Regions from separate parts of the Arachis hypogaea genome. Here region 2 is linked to region 1. The links are chromatin contacts, called in public Hi-C maps. All regions are on one chromosome and are shown on one strand. Each heading gives the region's core, a stretch centred on a gene start, on an enhancer-like site or on the middle of the called end of the contact. The rest is flanking DNA. Distances are from core to core; before and after follow the strand shown. Region 1 holds the start of LOC112784255 (cellulose synthase A catalytic subunit 6 [UDP-forming]). Region 2 holds the start of LOC112784126 (iron-sulfur assembly protein IscA-like 1, mitochondrial).

What was found. A called contact is a pair of places that touch in the nucleus more often than the background predicts.
Region 2: a Hi-C map of leaf shows a contact between it and region 1, with 2.7 times the contacts expected there. The contact joins the promoter of LOC112784126 here to the promoter of LOC112784255 in region 1. A contact is called at or near these places in 2 of 8 Hi-C or Micro-C datasets (both in leaf).

The regions. Positions count from the first base shown.
Region 1 is chr20:109,211,439-109,215,416 of arahy.Tifrunner.gnm2.J5K5, reverse strand. It overlaps LOC112784255 (cellulose synthase A catalytic subunit 6 [UDP-forming]), which reads left to right and starts at 1,438. Exons shown (of 14, transcript XM_025827411.2): 1 at 1,438-2,513; 2 at 3,268-3,463; 3 at 3,545-3,759; 4 at 3,869-3,971. The coding sequence starts at 2,433.
Region 2 is chr20:109,490,637-109,494,539 of arahy.Tifrunner.gnm2.J5K5, reverse strand. It overlaps LOC112784126 (iron-sulfur assembly protein IscA-like 1, mitochondrial), which reads left to right and starts at 1,997. Exons shown (of 4, transcript XM_025827245.3): 1 at 1,997-2,465.

The DNA.
Region 1 (3,978 bases), core at 189-2,688:
CCGTCCCACACTGAACGACAGGCATGATTCCGTAGCTTCGTCGCATCCAATAACTTCTCCCCAATGGCTTCCTATTATCTTGAACGTCTCTGCTGACCACGTGTGCAGAGGGACCCCAAAGCACTCTAATCATACCCTTCGAGTTTCACTACGTTCCTCCTCATCCCATCTCTAGACGTTATGAAAAAGTTGCAGCAAATTATTCATTTTGAACGTGTAGACTTCTTCTGCACTCAAAACGCTGTCAAAGGTCATGAGTGCTTTGTAGGCTCCAAGTTCTCGTACTTGTACAACCTGAGGGAAGTTCTTTCTAATTATAGTCTTCAAGGATCTATTGTCAATAGCCTTTGTAGTTCCGCCTATTAGACTCCTCTGTAGCCATTCAAGATTCTCCTTTGCCACAGGAACCTCCATCTTCTTCGTCCACCCGTTGCCATGTGGATCTTCTTTTTTCCCTGCTTCTGCCTGTCTCCTACGCTCTTCGATACTCTTCCCTGAAACCTTCAGACCCTCCTCATGTTGAGATTGATGATGAGCAATTTTCCGGCCATCGCCCTCCACTTCATGCCTCTTAACATTCTCCACTTCATTTGTTCGTCTATACCTCGCTTCTCCTACTGAAACAACCTTTTCTCGTAACCTCATTCTATTCATCTCCACAATAGCTTTTGTGGCTCCACCCTTCGTTGTATACCGGATGAACGCAAAAATGTACATATTACCATTTTTTTGTTTTCGTGAGAGATAAATATCATTTATTCGCCAGTCTAGTTGAACAAGTGGTACAGCTAGCTCTTTGATATGTCTTCAGGAAGATGATCTACAAAGATAGAGAACGATTCGTTTTCCAATCTACAGTACTCTTCTCGATTCCAAACCCTCGGATCTTTACGAAATTGCCTAATTCTACCCCTCCCTGTGTTTTCCACCCCCTCTCTCTCTCCCTCTCTCATCTCATCTTTTAATCACAAGTTCTATCTAATTATATTAATTCGAGAATGATCTATTAGGCTGCGTTTGTTTACAGAGATAGGACACTAAAACAGGGACACTGAGACACAAAATCGTGTTTGACAGAGAAGACATGGACAAAGACAATGTGTCCAGAGACACTGAATTAGTGTATTTGTGTCCATCCTGACAGGAAGAATACAGAGACACTAACAAGGAACACAACTTATTTTTTATTTTTTCTTTCATTATTCTTATTAATTTTTTATAATTATATTTTTATTGTTATATTTTTCATCTCAAATTTTTTGAATGAAAAAAATGAGAATAAATTAAATTTTTATAATTTGTTTTAGTTTATCACTAAATAAAATATAAAAATACCAAAATTTTATATTTTTATCTATCATCAGTATCTTTTCCTATCCTGTTTTTAGAAACAAACGCAGCCTTAATAATGATGCGTGGTTTAAAAGAGTTTCAACTAGTAGATATGAAGCTGCAGATCTGGAAAGCAGAAAGGGAGCTAATCACATTGGGCGATTAATGAATGAATAATGAATAATATAGTAGTAGTAAAGGCAAAGCACAGAGGCACAGTCAACAGAGTCCAGCTGTGGTCCGCACACCTATCTATCGCCTCCCCTATCCTATTGGTTTCTGAATTGTGAAGTAGTAATGAAATGTTCATGTATAGAAGGCGCGTGAGATGGAGGGAGTGAAGGTAATTTTCACAATATTTGAAAGGCCATGAATCTACGCCGCGGGAGCAGAACATACTTCCCACTATCTTCCTTTCCCTTTAATTCCAACTCCCTCTCTCTCTCTCTCTCTAAACCCACTCACTCTTTTACATTTCATACCTCTCAAAGGGGAAGACATAATTAATTTGATCTGTAGTAGAAAGGTTTTCACCCAACTCCGGTGGGGCGATACAGCCCAGCGCCACCACCATCGCCCGGGCCCCACCTTACATCACTCACATACACACTCTCTAATTTTCTTGTTTTTTTTTTTTTGTTTCCTCTTCCCCTTTTATAATATTCTCGATCTCTATTTCTCTCTCCCTCTCTCTCTATACCTTCTCTATTACGCATTTACGCGTATTCGCAACCTTCCACATAAACACTATCTATACTTTGTTTTACTCCTCTTTATTTCTTTCTTTTCTTTTTCCTTCTATCTCTCTTTCTCTCTCTGGCATAGATTGCGAACAGCCTGGTTACAGCTTCAAGAGGGAACTTGGCTTCTCAAGGAATCAAAGTACACTCACACACCAACTCCAAAAGCCTTGCCTTTCTTTCGCTCATTTATGTTACTTTTTTCGTCTTAACCTCCAGAGTTACTTGCATCGAACGGAGAAATAGTCCATTTTGGTTTTCATGTATGCGTGTCTTCTAGGATCTTCTCTCAGAGCCTGTATTGATAGCAGCATTGGGTGATTTTGGTGTTGATCTAAACAACATTGACTGGTAATAGTGATGCACACTGGTGGTAGACTCGTTGCTGGTTCCCACAACAGGAACGAGTTCGTCCTCATCAATGCCGATGAGAATGCAAGAGTAAGCTCTCCCATTCAATTGCATTTAATTTTTCATCTGTTCTTTCTCATTTCCATCTCAATAAAGCATTCTTTTTTTGTTCTCTTCTGGGTTTGTTGGCTGCTTCAATAATAGGGTTTGATAACTTTTTATGCAACTAATCTCTGCGTATTTTTCTTCTAATTCTTTGGCTATAAACGCAGATTTTACATATATTATTGTTTGCTTTGTTTTATTATTCTGTTCTTCTAAACTGTCGGTGGGATATGAAGTACATGATTTCGCGTTTGGGTTTTCTTCGATGAATCAATGGCAACGTGTACTTCTGACAAAACGCTTAGTTTTGATGAGGTTCTGTGCTAACCTTGGCCATTTTTGTCTCTATGCCTTCATTCATTGGTTGAGGATAAGGGTCCCGTTCCGTTTTGGTAGCTAGGAGCTAACCTTGATAATTGTTTCAAGTATTGAATTCCTATTCTTGTTTAACCCCCTAAATTGTTGGTCATAAACCAATTTGCTTTTGAGTTTCTGGTATTGGGAGTTCAGGATTGTGGGTTCTCCTGGGGTTTAAAATCAGATTAGATTGGTTTGTGGCAAAGTTGGACTCTTAGATCGTGTCACATTCACAAAAATGTTTAAACATTCATGGGAATTATTAGTTTAATGTAGATACTAAGATGCCAATAGGAATGGATCTTTCAATTTTCTAAAATATTGCACAACTGAAGAACTCAAAGCTAATTACACCTTTTTTGTCTGCATTTGTTCTTATCAGATTAAGTCTGTCCAAGAATTGAGTGGACAGAAATGTCAGATATGTGGGGATGAGATAGAAATCACAGAGGACGGGGAGCCGTTTGTTGCGTGCAATGAGTGTGCATTCCCCGTTTGTCGGCCTTGCTATGAGTACGAGAGACGAGAAGGGAATCAAGCATGTCCACAGTGTAAAACCAGATACAAACGCATCAAAGGTGAAATTGTTGCTATGTTATTATCTCTCCTTGACAACTTAGTTTTACTGTGCCGAATACTAATTAATCAATGAATTACAGGTAGTCCCAGGGTTGAAGGTGATGAAGACGAGGATGATATTGATGATTTAGACAATGAGTTTGAGTATGGGCATCATGATGCCTTTGGAACCACTTCGGATGCAGTGTCTTCCGGACATTATGCTAATTCTAATATTGCTGGCAACCCTGCAAATTTTGAACATGACTCAGCTCCTCTCAATTCTGAGATCCCACTTTTGACATATGGGGAAGAGGTGCATTTGCAAATTATCCTTTTGATGATTTTTAGATTTTACTTGAATTCAATTTGCACATTAGTACTAAACTAAAATCTGCATATAATACTGCTTTTATTCTTTATAGGATTCAGAAATATCTTCCGATCGACATGCTCTAATTGTTCCTCCATATATGAATAATGGAAACAGAGTTCATCCCATTCCTTACACTGATCCGTTTAATCCATGTATGTC
Region 2 (3,903 bases), core at 748-3,247, 280 kb before region 1:
TCTAGTGAATCATCTTCTATAGATTTCATTTACATATTAAGTATAAATAGTACTTGGTTCCATTAATATGTGTTAGTGATGTTGATGCTAAGTCCATTACAACGGTATTTTTTTTTTGAAGATCCAAGACGAGCAGTGGTTTATTCATATTCCTTTCTTCTTTTTGTTGCATGAGTCGGGTGTGTTTGGCAAACCTATTGAAAAAGAAAAAAGTGTGTTTAACTCTGTTGAACGTTTTATCTTTATGTTTGGCAACTCTGAACACATAAGTGATTCCACATCTGAACGCACATTCACGTGAAGCTAAAATTTATTGTTTCTGCGTTCATATTTATGGTGACTGATTACCGTTAAAAAATTAGGTAAAAAATTTATTTCTTTTCTATCAATCCTACCTTTTATTTTCTTCTATAAAAAGGATACTAGTAACCATTACCTTCAAGGCTTCACAGTACTTCTTTCTAGTTCTTCGTAGTTCTTAGTTCTATTTTTTTTTTCATCAAAATCTGTTTCAATCACTAGTAAGGTGAATATTTTAATTTTTTTTATTATTTTTAGTGTTGTCTTTTATATTTTAATTTTTATGTTTTTTGTTCATTAGATATATGTTGTTGGTTTTATGAAATTTTTATTGTTTCTTATCTGTATGATTTTTTTTATTCTTTGATGTACTCTATTTCCGTTTTGTATAAAAATAAAATTATAAGTCACAATAGAATTATAAATAATAAAATTTATAATATAAAATAATACTAAATAAAAGAATACAGATAGTACTAAAAAAATTATAGAATATTTTTTTTGTTTTATATTATAAAATTTATAGTACTCTTTTTTTTAATATTTATTTTATTTATATGATAAATAATTTTTATATTATTTTTGTTAGTGTTCTGATTTTTTATGTATATTATTATTTTTTGCAATTCTTACTGTTTCTTTGTTCTTAGTAATTTTTTTTATATTTGACGATTTTTTATGTCTAATATTTTTGTTTTGGTTGAAATTTTTATTTTTTATTCAGTTCAATAAAATTTATAATTATAATACTCATATATTATGTTTTATTGTAATTTTTTTATAATATAAATTATAATCTCATTTAAAAAGACAAATTAAATAAAAAATTATTCATAGGTAATAAAATATATTTTTTAATTTTAGTATAAAATATATTTTGTTAACTTTTACATGTTACTTTAATTTAGTAAATAAATATTGATTTTCTTATAAAAATATCTAAATTAAGATGATAGGATAATATATAAAAAAAAGAGGAATGTTAGGAGCCAGCAACTTTTGTGATTTGTAGTCATCAAATAGCCATCAATGATGGTTTTAATGGTGTGAAATTTGTGTGAAATTTCATCTAATGGCTCATTTTTCTTTGCTGGTTACATGCTGGCCATAATTTAACAAAGTTGCTGTCCCCCTAGAGTTTTCATAAAAAAAAATAAAAATGTTATATATACACCAAAACCAGCCACCAATGTATTTGTGTATAAATATATGTGTAATTTAATTTATTTTTAATTTGTATTTATATTCATTCTAGCATGTATTTTATACTGGTGGCCGACTTTATTGGCTGATTTTAGTGTACATCGTAGTATAACTCTAAAAAAATATTTAAATTGATGTCTCTCTTAGTAATTTTTCATCTAAAAATGATTTTGAGTAGTATAATCCAAACAATATTTATTTTACTATAATTTATTTTGATATAAAGATTGTCAAATATAAATCACATTAACATAAACTTATTTTTTATCAAAATCAATTTTACAAAATCAATTTTATACAAAATTCTATTTGTAAATTATAATTCAAACACATACTTTGTTTTTTTATAGTTTATTTAAATTCACGTTAAGCTTTTTAAAATTTTAATATTTATTCAATGAATTCATTTTGAAATTGATATAAAAAAATTTCAAAAGTAATTTAACATTAATTTAAATCATCATATAAAAATTATATCATTATATAAATTGTTATACAAATGTATACTCAAAAATCGTTTATATGTTATACACGGTTCCACCAAGATAGTCTAAAAAAAAAAAAAAAGACTAAAAGAGAGAAAAAAAAACGGGGTTCCTTCTCTCTCACAAAGAAACCCCTTCACAATAGCTAACGCCCCCTCTCTCTCTCTCTCATCGCCGCCAGCAGCAGCAGCCAGCGCCCGGCTTCGCCGTCGCCGAACTCTTCTCCTCAGCCAGCGTCCAGCCCCGCCGTCGCTATCCTCTTCTCCTGGATCCCTTCTCCTCGCGTCGCCAGGTCTGTTCGGAGCTGGGCGTCGCCACCTCTGTCCTCGTCGTCGGCCACCCTGAACTTGTGTCTCTGTCTTCGTCGTCGAGCCTCCCGCCTCTCTCTCGTGCGCGTCAACCTGTCTTCGAGCCTCTCTCTATCCGAGTTCACTTTCCTTCCTCCCTGGCCGTCACTTCCCTTCCTCCCTCGCCGCCGTAAGCAAAACTGCTTCAATTTATGTTTTCTTGTTTTGTTAATTTGACCGAGTTGCTGAAATCTGATTCTGAGTTGCTGATTTTTCTGCTTTTGTTCATTTTTATTTATTTTGTTAAATTTGGATGGATGATGGTTGATGGTGTTTTGTTAAATTTTTTTAAAATAATTTTGATATTCTGAGTTGCCGATTTTCTGAAATAATTGTGTTCTAATTGGGATTGTTGCTGATGTGATTCTGAATTTAGTTTGGATGCTGAATTTGGATTTTTTGCTTAGTTTTGCTGTTTTTGGATTCTCTGGCTTTGAATGATTTTGGATGCTGAGAAGTTTTTGGATTCTGACTTTTGTTGAATAATTGATTAGTATTGAGGATAAAAATGTAATAGAATAAGATTTTCTTCAAGAAAGAGTGAAAGAAGAGGAGTTAGACTCTTGAATGTTATTCTGTTTCAGGTCAATAGCTTCCATATATATATATATAGTACAAACCTTATGTTTGGAAGTGTGATTTAATTTTTAGTTCAAAATAATATGATCTGTGTATTGATTCTTAATAATTCTGTTTTCAATTCTAAGTCTATGAATTCATTTCTTTGTTTCTTATATCACAATTAATTTTCTCCTTTTCTCATCACCATTCTGTTCTGATTCTTTTGGAGTGTTTATTTTGATTCTCAAGCAATTGAGCTTGATTAGAGCTTAGAAATTAATTAAAAATCTTTTATTATGAATATTTAATAATAAAATATGAACTAGTTACTATGTGAAATAGTAAAATTTTGAATTTTAAATTGTTGTTCTGGGGATGTTCTTGATGATGTTGTGCTGTTTTTGACATTTTAGTAACTTGTTAATTGATAAATTGTACTTTTTGTGGTTTGTTCTTGATCTTATTATTGTTATTTTGATCTTAGTTTATATTGTTGATCTTAATTCATTGTTTTTATCATTGAGTTGCTGTTAACTAAATTTTGTTATTGACTAGATGATAGTATCAATTTGGTTAAATTGGGGATAATTGTGCAGAACAATGAATGGATGGAGGATGCAGATCTTGTTTTAGTTGGTGGTTGTTTTAATTAATAGGTTGCAGTTCTAGTTCTTATTTTGTCGTTGTATTGCTATATTAACTTGTTTTGTTAACTTGTTTTGTTATGTTCTTGATCTTTCTAACTTGTTACTTTGATAAATTGTTGTTCTGGGGCGGTTCTTGATCTTGTAAATTGCGATTGTTAGGTTGTTGTGCTGCTTTTGACATTTTAATAACTTGTTAATTTGATAAATTGTACTTGTTGTGGTTTGTTTTTTATCTTGATCTTATTATTTTGATCTTAGTTTATGTTGTTGATCTTAATTAATTGTTTTTTTCATTGGGTTGCTGTTAACAAAATTTTGTTATTGGCTAGATGATAGTATCGGTCAATTTAATTTGTTGTT